Linked DNA regions of Mus musculus: region 1 is linked to region 2. The links are chromatin contacts, called in public Hi-C maps. All regions are on one chromosome and are shown on one strand. Each heading gives the region's core, a stretch centred on a gene start, on an enhancer-like site or on the middle of the called end of the contact. The rest is flanking DNA. Distances are from core to core; before and after follow the strand shown. Region 1 overlaps Xdh (xanthine dehydrogenase). Region 2 overlaps Lclat1 (lysocardiolipin acyltransferase 1).

Evidence for each region. A called contact is a pair of places that touch in the nucleus more often than the background predicts.
Region 1: a contact with region 2 is called in a Hi-C map of liver, with 5 times the contacts expected there. The contact joins two enhancer-like sites. A contact is called at or near these places in 12 of 39 promoter capture datasets (the 3T3-L1 cell line, 3T3-L1-derived adipocytes, the C10 cell line and 7 more), 3 of 15 datasets of contacts at CTCF or cohesin (large pre-B cells, pro-B cells and stem cell-derived epiblast-like cells) and 7 of 484 Hi-C or Micro-C datasets (B cells, cerebellum, large pre-B cells and 4 more).

Annotation. Positions count from the first base shown.
Region 1 is chr17:73,882,019-73,888,751 of GRCm38.p6, reverse strand. It overlaps Xdh (xanthine dehydrogenase), which reads left to right. Exons shown (of 36, transcript NM_011723.3): 35 at 2,233-2,409; 36 at 4,269-4,857. The coding sequence ends at 4,319. Among named protein-coding and RNA genes, the nearest start is that of Xdh, 65 kb to the left of the region's middle. Within about 2 kb of position 2,116, at least 4 of the 459 cell types and tissues checked have an H3K27ac peak or open chromatin away from gene starts, as enhancers often do. A contact at or near this core is called in liver, where this site is marked.
Region 2 is chr17:73,182,178-73,188,887 of GRCm38.p6, reverse strand. It overlaps Lclat1 (lysocardiolipin acyltransferase 1), which reads right to left. Exons shown (of 6, transcript NM_001177967.1): 4 at 867-1,013. Among named protein-coding and RNA genes, the nearest start is that of E330032C10Rik, 65 kb to the left of the region's middle. Within about 2 kb of position 1,782, at least 9 of the 459 cell types and tissues checked have an H3K27ac peak or open chromatin away from gene starts, as enhancers often do. A contact at or near this core is called in liver, where this site is marked.

The sequences.
Region 1 (6,733 bases), core at 867-3,366, 700 kb before region 2:
TATGATAACCTCAGTGTAGTGATCAATAGATCCTCGCTGTGTAGTTATGCTTTTTTCTCCCGTTGACCCTTTGTGGGTAGGTCTGATAGTTTTGGTCTTGCTTGTTCTGATATATGGACTCTGTTACTGTTTGAAACTGTGTGTAGAGGCAGTCAAGACAGGTCAGAAAATCCTTACAGAGCAACAAGAAAGTATGTCGGAAGAGGAAAAGGGCTTAAAAAGAAAAAGGAAAAAGAAAGGAGACACAGTGTTATCAGGTGGACAGAAAGGACAAAATAAAAGAGTTGAGGCAGAGGAGGAAGGCGAATTAGCTTTTGCTCCCCCTCCCTATGCCTCCTCGTCAGCCATCTATGGGCAGACCTTCTGTCCGGAGGTCTGGAAAGAGGATAGATTCTCCTTGCTGGGATGTCCTATTTTCACTGATCAAGCTGAATTTGCATGGGATAGAGATATGCTGCTTGATCAAGGTCGATTTGCACAACAACAGTCAGGATATCCAGTGCAGGTGTTTAAGCAGGTAAATCAGATTGCCATAAGGGCACAGAAATCATTGCCCAACAGGGGGGAAGCTAATGAAAACTTGACTCTCATATTGACTCCCCAGATGGACACACAGGTGATTGAGGTTATGGTCTCATCACCACGAGGTATTGTGTCCATCCCCCCTGGGGATCGAGTAGATCAGGTGTTGATGTGGGCGAGAGGGTCTGTTTGTGTGTTTCCACAGGACCAGACAGAACCTCTTTGGGTGCCGGAGAGATTGATGAGACGCTGCAAGAATGAGGCTCCTGATCCAGTTGCCCCTGTGGATGTGGTGGATGATCCCACAAGCACAAAGGATGGAGCCGAGATGAGAGATCCTTTCGGTATTCCAGAAGCCGATACCAGCTCGACATGACGTTTAAATTTTCCCATGCCTTTTTGATCCCTGAATTCCCCTTAAAGAGATAGCCCCTCTGGCTATCTATCCCTTGCTTCAGGGAAGATGAGCGGGGATGAGAGCCCTGGGATGTATGCTTGTTATAGTGTGTGTGTGTTTTGTGTTTGGCACATGTGTTAGGTGCAGAGTGTGCGGTCCGCACTTTCGCTATGGTAGCATAGGCTTTTGCTGCAGTGGAGGCGGGACAATCTCCTCAGATTCGGTTTGCCGCTCTAAAAGAAATTATGCTGCGTTATGCCGTGGGGTGCGAGGCTAAGCACTGCACAGAGGATAGCTTGCTGTTGGCATCCTGTGGAAGGCACGTCTGATTGCATGAAGGTTCAGTGTCCTAGTTCCCTTCCCCCAGGAAAAACGACACGGGAGCTGGCCAAGACCTCTCTGGGTGATGAGCCTAAGGGATGGTTTTGTGTAGGGCCCCTATGCTTGCACACTGGGGATCAGACCTCTACCTTCACCCATGAGGCTTGCTTGCAGCAATTAAGATCTGGCCATAGGTTAATTAACATCCTGGCCTTTTGATGCACCTGCCGCAAGCAAAACACAATCTCCCCAGGTGTGGCTTGGCATGATAGAGAGGTAGTCAGTGATAAGACTCCCTGGGCATGTCACCAACCTAAGACAGGGATCAAACCAATGCTGTTTGTCACCCAAGGACGGGTAAGGGGCATGGCTGCGGGGGGCTATCTACAGACATTCTCTCTGCCAAAAAAGAAAAAAGGGGGAATTGTGGGGAGCGGGTGTGGCGGCAGTCCCAAAGGCGCCAGGGACTGCAGCTAAGTCATATGACTTGCACCTGACTTCCTCATATAAGACACAAACATCTTGAGTGCTGCGCAGGTGTACCAGGATACAGATGAATCCAATTTGGTGGAGATTTGCCCCTGCTGCCCTGATTAGCTGAAGCCTCGTGACTGGCGAGGGGGCATGGCCTGCAGTGCGTGGATGAGAGAGAGTATAAAAGGAGTGAGAGGCCCAGGGTTCGGGGGAGATATATAAACAAGGGAGATATAAAAACAGGGGAGATATAAACAGGGGAGATATAAACAAGGGAGATATATGGAGAAAGAAGAAACAGGACTGAATAAATGTGTGCAGAAGGATCCTGTAGCAGCGTCGTTCTTCCTGACTAGTTGAGCGCGCTCGACAGTTCGCTGTGGTTGCATCAGAGCTGGGTGCAGTTGTTCCCGGACATCACTTGGTATCTCAGTGCAGGGCTCATGGCCTGGCCTCCTGGGTCAGTGTGATGATGTTAAAGTCTGGTTGATTCTCTGTTCTATATTCTGTCCTTTCAGGCTGTCGGCGAGCCACCTCTTTTCCTGGCTTCTTCGATCTTCTTTGCCATCAAAGATGCCATCCGCGCAGCTCGAGCTCAGCACGGAGACAGTAACGCCAAACAGCTCTTCCAGCTAGACAGCCCCGCCACTCCGGAGAAGATCCGAAACGCTTGTGTGGATCAGTTCACCACCCTGGTAGGATACTTGGACAAATTCCCACCCCACCCTGGGATGGATAGGGGCCAGCTGGCAGACTTGAGGGGAAGGTGCTGCAGCGGGGAGAACTCTCAGCCTCTGTTTTACCCCGCTGGCCTTGGGGTCAAGGATCGCTTTCCCTGAGCCATGTGTGACACTGAGTTGAACTTGCAAGAGAATAGTGACCCCCCCCTTTGAAATTGCCGCTTGTACATGGACTTCTTTCTCGGTGGGAGGGATGAGGTGCGTACAGACCTTTGAGACCTGGGAATGTTACCATTTTCCAGCTGGCTTCAGGTAACGGGAAGATCTGCAGAACACCCAGTCTTTGCTGCTAATCACTATCACCTGGGTGACTCCCCTGTTAAAAACACCGTGTGAGGGCTGTGGAGAGGGAAGGGAAAGGAAATAATATGATTGGTTAATGATGTTTCTTTCAACATTACCATTTGCCCTCCTGATACGGGGGCACGTAGATAGGTACGCTCAAGGACTTTGCAGGGTTTTTTTTTTTTGGGGGGGGGCAGACGGCCACACTATGTGGTGACTGACTTCCACCCTGGAGAGGCGCGTAGTAGCAGAACAGTAGCAGTAATCTTGCTACTGTTAATGACTGTAAAGTAAATATCTGATGTGCAGGATATCTGATGTGCAGGATATCTGATGTGCAGGATATCTGATGTGCAGGATATCTGATATGCAGGATATCTGATATGCAGGATAATCTGATGTGCAGGATAATCTGATATGCAGGATATCTGATATGCAGGATATCTGATATGCAGGATATCTGATATGCAGGATAATCTGATGTGCAGGATAATCTGATATGCAGGATATCTGATATGCAGGATATCTGATATGCAGCCTCCTAAGGGGCCATGACCTATAGGTTGAGAACTTCAGTAGAGGAATTCTATGGTCTTCAGGACCCTTCCCTTTGGGAAGCCCCTTGGTTTTACTTTAGATGGGCGATGCCAGGTGAAAGGAGAACTTGCTAGGAGCACTTTCCCCCCCACAGGATCTCAGCGCTAGCCTAGCCTACATTGTATGATACAGTAGCTATGCACAGAGAGCTCTGATTATACTCAAAGCCCCTGTTGGATTGGCAGATGGGTGGATTTTGACATTTCACAGCCTGTAGGTTTATAGGTAAAGTGAGTACTTGTTGCCCCCAATATGACAGGCATGAGGTGTGGACAGGAGAGTCCTCATGGCAGGAAAATCTGACACCCAGACCTCTATTCTAAGAGTGAAGGAGACAGGTAGATTCCCAGGCAGGCCATTATCGTGCCTGCTGATAGCTTTAGCTCGGAGGTGAGAACTGGAGAGCACGTCTTACGCTATGCTACTTTATTCCCAGGACCCAGAACCCAACACGTTACCATTGCTCCTGGTTACCCGAGCCCTGTATCTTTAACAAGAGTGGTACCTATGGGCAGGTGGCGAAGTAGGCTTTTTGCAAGGAATGGGATGCAAAACTCAATCATTTAAAGAGGCCCACGGATGCCTCCAACCTAGATCAAAGACTCTCTTCTCTGTAGCAGCGCTCCGGTGATTACAAAGCTCCTCTGTGGGCTCATGTGAACATCTGATTCCACATGACAGTTGTGCTTCCTAAGGACAGCAAGTGCCGTGCATAAAGAGACCACCAGACTGGCTGCTACATCAGACATGCTCAGTAAAAATAAAGGAAGGACTAGGAACTTAAGGGGTCCTGTGCTGGGGTGTCGTCCTTAGCTGAGACTATAAAATGGGGTTTGGTCTTGGCATGGTGTTGGTTGTGGTGTCTCTGTGATAGAGTGGGAGGGACACCATAGAAGAAACATGGCAATGACAATTCTTTCATTTCTTCCTAGTGTGCCACTGGAACACCAGAAAACTGTAAATCCTGGTCCGTGAGGATCTGAAAAGGAGGCTCCCCAGTATGGTTTTATACTACAGCCCTGATTCCTCGGAATGTCAAGTGCATACCGTAGTATCCAGATTTCCACACATCCCATGGGGACTCAGCAGGATGGCATTTTCAAGAAAATGGACAATTGTGATCCAAATCATGAGTTGCAAACAAACCAATAAGCAAACGGGGAGCTGCTGGCCCAAGTGGCAGTTTTGAGTAATTCTGGGTAATTCTGAGTCCATTTTTGATCACATATTTGAAATGAGGTTAGCAAGGGTTTGCATTATGTCCCTACTCGCCACATGGCCTGTGTAACTAAGATTCTCACACACCTCCTGACGCTGAAACCAACGTTTCTCTAGATCTGCATGCTTTCTTCAGAGAGCTTATATCTGCCAAGCCACCAAGGGCCGTGTTGTAACCGCAGCTGCACACTCATAGTCTTCAGTGGAATAGTGTGTGTGTGTGTGTGGGGGGGGGGGATTAAAACCTCCAACTGCCTTTACATCATAGAAGACAATAAAACATGATAATGAATGTGGGGTTAATTCCAGGTCTGTTGAGCTACTAAGGTTAGATTATTCTCTGGTGCAAAACTCCAACCAATCTAATCATTGAGTGCCTACAGCGCGCTGGGTCTCTTCTCTCCTCCCATTTATGTATACATAAGATTCTGTTTAAGGACTTCCCTGAGAATAATTTTCTCCTAGAAACTGTGATACTGAGGTCAATATCAGTCAGAGGGGAAAGCCCGAGTTCGACTTCACATGTGTGCCGTTCAAATGCCTTCTCTTCCTCTGATGCATTTTATTGGGAAATGAAAGACTTAGACCACAATAATCACTAGGATCTCCCCCTGCTCTAAGTCTATAAATACATGACCCGAAAACTCCTGTTACGTAAGGGAGCTGCAGCGATCAAAGACTTGGCCCCCTTTGCTCTTATGCAATGTCTGGGCCGAATGAACCCTGCGTAGATTCTTCCATTTGCTCGCAGTTGGTAAAGAGAACAGGAAAGATAAGCCCCCCCCCCCGTCCCCCCCACTGCCCAGGCAGGAGATTCCAGCACAGCACAGTACTGAATGGACGAGGTAATGGGGTCAGCGGCTTCCTTTCAAGCCCCCAGCCTGCCAGACACAGTCTTCATGTCTGGCCACGGGAGGAGCACAGGCAGAAACGATGCAGATGCAGACGGTCATGTCTGATGTCCTAATAAATGTGTCCGTTAGCTGTTTGCCATATGAGAGATGCTTAGAGGTTCTCCCATCAAATGCTAGCATCTTCCATAGCTAGTCATTATTTCTAAAATGAGTGAGCTTGTGCATGTGTATACACATGCACACGCGCACACACACACACACACACACACACACACACACGCACACACACGCACGAGCGCACGTGCACATGCATGCATGCATGCACATGCCACATTCTCTTTTTCCTCCTTCCCTCCCCCTTATCTTTTTGGGATAAGATCCCAGGCTAGCTTCAAACTTATTATATAGCTGAACATAACCTTCAACTTACAGTCCCCCTGCCAATTGCTAGGATTGCAGGCATCTGCCACCTTGTCCCACTTATGGGATGTTGGCATGAAACCTGGGGCTTTGTGAACATAAGCACTTTATAATGGAGCAACCTCCCGCCTACAAACACCTTTCAATGTAGTCTAGATATGCTGTTCTTACAACATGGCAGAGGTTGGCAATGCTTTAAACACCGAGCTGGTATTTACACTGAGCTATACAGACCTGGTTCAGATGATTTTCCGCAAGGTTGTGAGATGTACCCTTCGTTAATGAGGTTCTACTGAGTGAACAGTGAATGACTGGAATTCCCTTGTGTGCTGAGGTTGACGCAGGAACCCTGTTCAGGGGAACTCACGCAGAAATTTGTGGACTAGAACTCTCCATGCTACTCTGAGGTGTTGACTTCCTCAGATATCTTGCCTTTCCTTCTGTCTTACCTTAATCCACATGGTGCCTCAAGTCTGTGGAGTGAGGTCCCTCAGTCTCTCCCAGGGCTAACCAGCGTTGACAGCAATGTGACACTACAGCCTCTAGAGGGCGGTAGAAGCCCGAGGATAAGGCAGGCTTCTCCAGATGGCCCGGCAGTGTGGCATCTGTGGTTATTACTAGGACACTGACTTAGGATCCGGGAGTGGATCAGATATCCTCACGGGCTTCCCCGGGAGCTGGGTTTGAACCTGACAAGCTGACAAAAATCTTCTCAAAGGAGCTTTTTCAAGACACGGGTCAGTCGTGGGAGGGTGACAGCCAGATGGAAGGCTAGCAGGGGAAGGCAATTCTTGTTTTTTTTTTTTTGAACATCTGCAACATGCCATGTGCCAAATTTAATGCTTTATCTACAGAGCCTCATTTAATCCTCCAAGTGGCCCTAAGGGGCAGGTACTCTAATCCCT
Region 2 (6,710 bases), core at 533-3,032:
CCTGGGTCGGTGAGGCAGCGGCTGTTTTACTGGTTGGCTTTAATAACTGTTTCTGAGACAGCCTTACTTATCAGCCTAGGCGGGCTTGGGGCTCACTGAGCTCAGGCTGACCCTGTGACAAGCTTTCTGCCTGTGCTTCCCAAGTACTGGGATTACAAATAGCTTAGGCCATCACACCCAGCTTTTGATGAGGAAAGGAGGCAGATCTGGAAGCTATGTTACAGGGAAGAGTGGGAAGTAAATGTGGTAAAAAGTAAACTATATTCAAATATAAAATTCTCAAAGAATAAAAATTGTATTTGACTTAATAATATATTTATACACTGAAATAACTTGTCTAAAATACATTTGATACTGAAAATGTTGAATTCTTGTCAAGCTACCCTACTTTCATCCTGAGCACCTATCCTCACAGTACTGAATTGACTTGTACAGAATTTCACTCTAGTTAATTTGAGTGTGTGATATTTTACTTATTTGCAAGGTTTTTATAATAAAATTTATACAATTATATTTTCAATGTTGTTTTCTTTTTGGTCTTCCCCTCACTCCATGACACTGGGAATTGGACGCAGGGCCTCACAACAGTCCCCCGGTGAGCTCTATTCCTAGCCATCTTGTCATTCTGTATTTTGAGGCACTGAGTCAGGAAGTTGCTCAGGCTGGTCTTAAACTTGTAATCTGCATGCATCATTCTGAGTTCATGGAACTTCAGGATTGTATCTTCAAGTCAGACTTGGGTACCATTAACTGAGTGACCTAAGGGGTTGTCCATCCATTTTGCTCATATTCACACACAGGGTAGGAGATTTGACTAGTGGTGTGTAAGTTTATAAATTCTGTAACCCAAACCCAGCCTACCTTACCTGTGAGGTCAGTTCCTTCTGGAAAAATGAGAAGCTGTAGTGGTTCATGGATGGCACAAAAATAATCAATCATGTCTTCAAAATGGCTCTTATCATCCTTCCACTTCCTATGAATAAAGATAAAGGCCGCAACTTGCATGGCCCAGCCTAGAAAAAAAAAATAACAAGCATTTGTACAAACTTCAATAGCAAAACTTTCAGGTCTTCGATTTTTTTACACTATAATACCATTCTACAACATACCATATATTTAGTACTAATTTTGGAAATACTGGGGTTTGCAAAATTGTTGTTTTCTCACCTCTCCCAGACAGGGCTTCTCTGTATAGCCTTGGCTGTCTTGGAACTCACACTGTAGACCAAGTTGGCCTTGACCTCAGAGATCTGCCTGCCTCTGCCTCCTGTGTGCTGGGATCAAAGGTGTGCAGTACCACTCGATAAATTCTTTAAAACCTCCTTTAAGCCATAGCTTGCCACTATTATCAAGGCACTAATGTTTATCAAGTAGTAAGCAAAGAATTTTCTCATGTCACATAAGAATTCTATAGTATTTCCTTTTCTGTACTCTCAGAGTAAATGCAAATGCTATTTTCAATGGTATTCACTTCAGATTTTACTTAAATGAAATGGGAAATTCTATCTGCTATGTATATGTGGGCACACTGCCTTTCCCAGAGGCAGACCCACCTTATTGCTGAAAAGGTAGCCTTGATGAGCCCATCTGTGTTTCAGATGACTGCCAATCTTGCCCTGGCTACAGCCCTTGGAGCTTCTGTAGAAGATGCCTAACTTAGGGTAGCCTATGTGCGGTTTCTGAAAAAGCTCACAAAGAATGAAAGCATGGGTCCAACAGTTACTCTTAGGCCAACCGAATATCTACCTCTCTTAAAATTTCCTCTAGGACCTTGGAACAGCAAACACTGTGAGTTGTGCAATAAAGACGGCATATGTAATAAAGGTCAAAACCTCTTGCTGCTGAGCCACGGGTCTGATCCTGATTCTAACTCCAGGCCCAGTCTTGCCAGCCTATGGTATGGGTCCATCTCCACGATACCCATGAGACTCTTCCTCTCTAACACTTACATAGTAATAACTGCAACACTCATCTTGGCAGCCAGGGATGAAGAGTAATAATATCTTGCAAACAAGCAGTGCTGTTCTGGAATGCAGATGTGCCATGGCCTACCTACCTCCTGCTCCCCTACGACTTAGCCTCAGTACAGCCTGAGAATCTCTTATCTCTCCTAGAAATCTTTACTCCAATCATTTTTATTAGGGGCAAGTTTTTCCAGACATTTTTCATGTTTCCTGTCATTTCTGTTAAACCTCCTCTTTTTTTTCTGTCTTTTGTTGAAATTAAGTTTTCTTTGCCCCTTCCCTTGTTCTCTAAAATCCAGGTTTCCTAGAACTCAGGCAACCCATTTGTTCATATACACTATCAATAGCTATTTCTGTTTGACAATGTCAAGGAGCATCAGGTGCCACAGGAGAGCATGGCTGCCACAGGGACAGTATGGCCCGAAGTAGGAAGCATAATCCTGCCCACTGGCAGACAGTGTGCTGACATTTGCTCGACTGCCTTGGAAACAACACATCCCATTTTACGTCTGTGTGTGTTTCAGCTTTCTGTATTTGGTAAGCCTGTGGAACCACAGAATGCCTTCAACACTGAGCTCAATTATTGATCTCCAGAAACCAAAACAGCTCTTAATTCCATCACTGTGTAAAACCAAAAGACTCCAGTTTAAATTTAATTTCAATTTTTAAAAAGTACATTAATAATGCCCAAAATGTTTGCTTCCTACCATTCTTGTTGCAGGGTTTGTAGGAATCACCCGACTGCTCCAAAGACTCTTGACTTTTCTCTCACATTCCTAAACTTGACAGAAATGTTTTTAATATTTAGATTTGACCCCAAGTTTGCCGACCTCTTTGCTGTGTCCTGTTAATCCTGTCTTTTGAAAATTGTTTCTGTCCTCACATTCCTGAAATGTATTTTTGGTTCAACTTTGGAAGCTGGTTTGACTAAAAATAGAATTTGAGGTTCCAAATCACTGTTTCCTCAGAATTTCGGAACATTTCCCACAGCCTTCCATCCCTCAGTGCGGCTAGTGCGGCTAGCAGCCAGGAAGAAGCCAAACCCAACTCATCCATGCATCAGGCTGCCCACTGCTCAAGCTTTTATGATTTTTCTCTTTTGTCCCAATAATTGACTTTATTTCAACAACCATATCTTTGTTTTTAATATTTGCCAATGGTTATTTTCCACACCAGCTATTTTATGAATAAATAGTATAATTATAGAAAAACATTTGGTGAATGCTAGCAGCGTGCTTGGTATTATTCTGAACATTTCATTAATCCTTAGGGCAACTATGATTCAGGTAAAAAGCTCTAATGCATGAAGAAAGCACTTTGCGATGCAAACCAGTGGGAACCAGGCTTCAGACACAGGCGGGCTGGTCCCAAAGCTATGTTTTTGTTTGTTTTTTTCTTATTTGTTTGTTTAGTTTTATTTTGTTTTGAGACATTGTCTCACAGTGTAGCCCAAGCCAGCCTCACACTCATTTTGTAGCCTATGCTGGCTTTAAACTCACAACAACATGATCCTTATGCCTCAGTCTTCCAGCATTTTACCCTTACTCTACTGGTTTAAGATTACAGCGTCAAATGGTTTAGATCAGTGTGAAGGGTCTGAAGAGATGGCTCAGTGGCTAAGAGAACTTATTGCTCTCTCAAAGGACCCAACTTTGGTTCTCAGCATCCATGTTGGCAGCTCACTCCTAACTCCAGCTACAAAAGCTCTGACACCTGGTTCCACAGGCACCTGTACTCACAAGTCACACCCACACACAGGGACACACACACATAACTCAAAAAATATATTGATAACCCTTTATAAAATCACCACAAAGTATATTCCAAACAGCATCTCTCCAATAATATGCTCTTGAATTTCTCTATGTATTATGAATAACATAAATGCTCTAAGAATCATTATTCATATTACATGTCCAATTGTTTAAAATGTTTGGCTCTTTAACACTGGACAGTTCCTTCACGTTTGTTTCTATTATGCTCACATTTATAAAGCTCATTCTCGGTCTGGCAAGGCAGCTCGGAAGGAAAATGTTCTCGCAGCCAACCTGATGTCCTGAGTTTAATCCCCAGAATGCACACGGTAGAGAGAAGTGGCTGCCTCGAGTTGTCCTCTTACCTCTGCATGTGCACAGTGTCATCCACAGGGGTACACACATGGAAATAAATGCAAGGGAGCCTGCATCACCCAGCCTTTCTCACCTCTCTGCTTAAGGGGCTGTGATCCCTGCCCTGAAGCCACTACCATTTTCCCTTCTACTTAGACAGCATCACTGTTCTTTCTCATGGAAATGTTGGTTGGTTTTCATTTAAAAAGAGAAAAAATAAATAAACAAGAACGTCTTAAAAGGAATTTTCTCTCTCCATTTTACTGTCACCAGTACATAGTTTATCCATGTCTAAAGCCAATACTTGTTTTTTTCTTTTTTTTTCCTTCTTTTTTCTTTTTTTTTTTTAATTAGGTATTTTCCTCGTTTACATTTTCAAAGCTATCCCAAAGGTCCCCCATACCCACCCCAATTCCCTACCCACCCACTCCCCCTTTTTGGCCCTGGCGATCCCCTGTACTGGGGCATATAAAGTTTGCAAGTCCAATGGGCCTCTCTTTGCAGTGATGGCCGACTAGGCCATCTTTTGATACATATGCAGCTAAAGACAAGAGCTCCGGGGTACTGGTTAGTTCATATTGTTGTGCCACCTATAGGGTTGCAGTTCCCTTTAGCTCCTTGGGTAATTTCTCTAGCTCCTCCATTGGGGGCCGTGTGACCCATCCAATAGCTGACTGTGATCATCCACTTCTGTGTTTGCTAGGCCCCGGCATTGTCTCACAAGAGAGAGCTATATTTGGGTCCTTTCAGCAAAATGTTGCTAGTGTATGCAATGGTGTCAGCTTTTGGAAGCTGATTTTGGGATGGATCCCTGCATATGGCAATCACTAGATGGTCCATCCTTTCGTCACAGCTCCAAATTTTGTCTCTGTAACTCCTTCTATGGGTGTTTTGTTCCCATTTCTAAGAAAGGGTAAAGTGTCCACACTTTGGTCTTCGTTCTTCTTGAATTTCATGCGTTTGGCAAGTTGTATCTTATATCTTGGGTATCCTAAGTTTCTGGGCTAATATCCACTTATCAGTGAGTACATATTGTGTGAGTTCCTTTGTGATTGGGTTACTTCACTCAGGATGATACCCTCCAGGTCCATCCATTTGCCTAGGAATTTCATAAATTCAGTTTTTTTAATAGCTGAGTAGTATTCCATTGTGTAAATGTACCACATTTTCTGTATCCATTCCTCTGTTGAGGGGCATCTGGGTTCTTTCCAGCTTCTGGCTATTATAAACAAGGCTGCTATGAACATAGTGGAGCATGTGTTCTTCTTACCGGTTGGGACATTTTCTGGATATATGCCCAGGAGAGGTATTGCGGGATCCTCCGGTAGTACTATGTCCAATTTTCTGAGGAACCGCCAGACTGATTTCAAGAGTGGTTGTACAAGCTTGCAATCCCACCAACAATGGAGGAGTGTTCCCCTTTCTCCACATCCTCCCCAGCATCTGCTGTCACCTGAGTTTTTGATCTTAGCCATTCTGACTGGAGTGAAGTGGAATCTCAGTGTTGTTTTGATTTGCATTTCCCTGATGATTAAGAATGTTGAACATTTTTTCAGGTGCTTCTCTACCATTCGGTATTCCTCAGGTGAGAATTCTTTGTTCAGCTCTGAGCCCCATTTTTTAATGGGGTTATTTGATTTTCTGGAGTCCATCTTCTTGAGTTCTTTATATATATTGGATATTAGTCCCCTATCCGATTTGGGAAAGGTAAAGATCCTTTCCCAATCTGTTGGTGGCCTTTTTGTCTTATTGACGGTGTCTTTTGCTTTGCAGAAGCTTTGCAATTTTATGAGGTCCCATTTATCGATTCTTGATCTTACAGCACAAGCCATTGCTGTTCTATACAGGAATTTTTCCCCTGTACCCATATCTTCGAGGCTTTTCCCTACTTTCTCCTCTATACGTTTCAGTGTCTCTGGTTTTATGTGGAGTTCCTTAATCCACTTAGATTTGACCTTAGTACAAGGAGATAGAAATAGATCAATTCGCATTCTTCTACATGATAACCGCCAGTTGTGCCAGCACCATTCGTTGAAAATGCTGTCTTTCTTCCACTGGATGGTTTTAGCTCCCTTGTCAAAGATCAAGAGACCATAGGTGTGTGGATTCATCTCTGGATCTTCAATTCTGTTCCATTGGTCTACTTGTCTGTCACTATACCAGTACCATGCAGTTTTGATCACAATTGCTCTGTAGTACAGTTTTAGGTCCAGCATGGTGATTCCACCAGAGGTTCTTTTATCCTTGAGAAGAGTTTTTGCTATCCTCGGTTTTTTGTTATTCCAGATGAATCTGCCGATTGCCCTTTCTAACTCGTTGAAGAATTGAGTTGGAATTTTGATGGGGATTGCATTGAATCTGTAGATTGCTTTTGGCAAGATGGCCATTTTTACAATGTTGATCCTGCTAATCCATGAGCATGGGAGATCTTTCCATCTTCTGAGATCTTCTTTAATTTCTTTCTTTAGAGACTTTAAGTTCTTATCATACAGATCTTTCACTTCCTTAGTTAGAGTCACGCCAAGGTATTTTATATTATTTGTGACTATTGAGAAGGGTGTTGTTTCCCTAATTTCTTTCTCAGCCTGTTTATCCTTTTTGTACAGAAAGGCCATTGACTTGTTTGAGTTAATTTTAT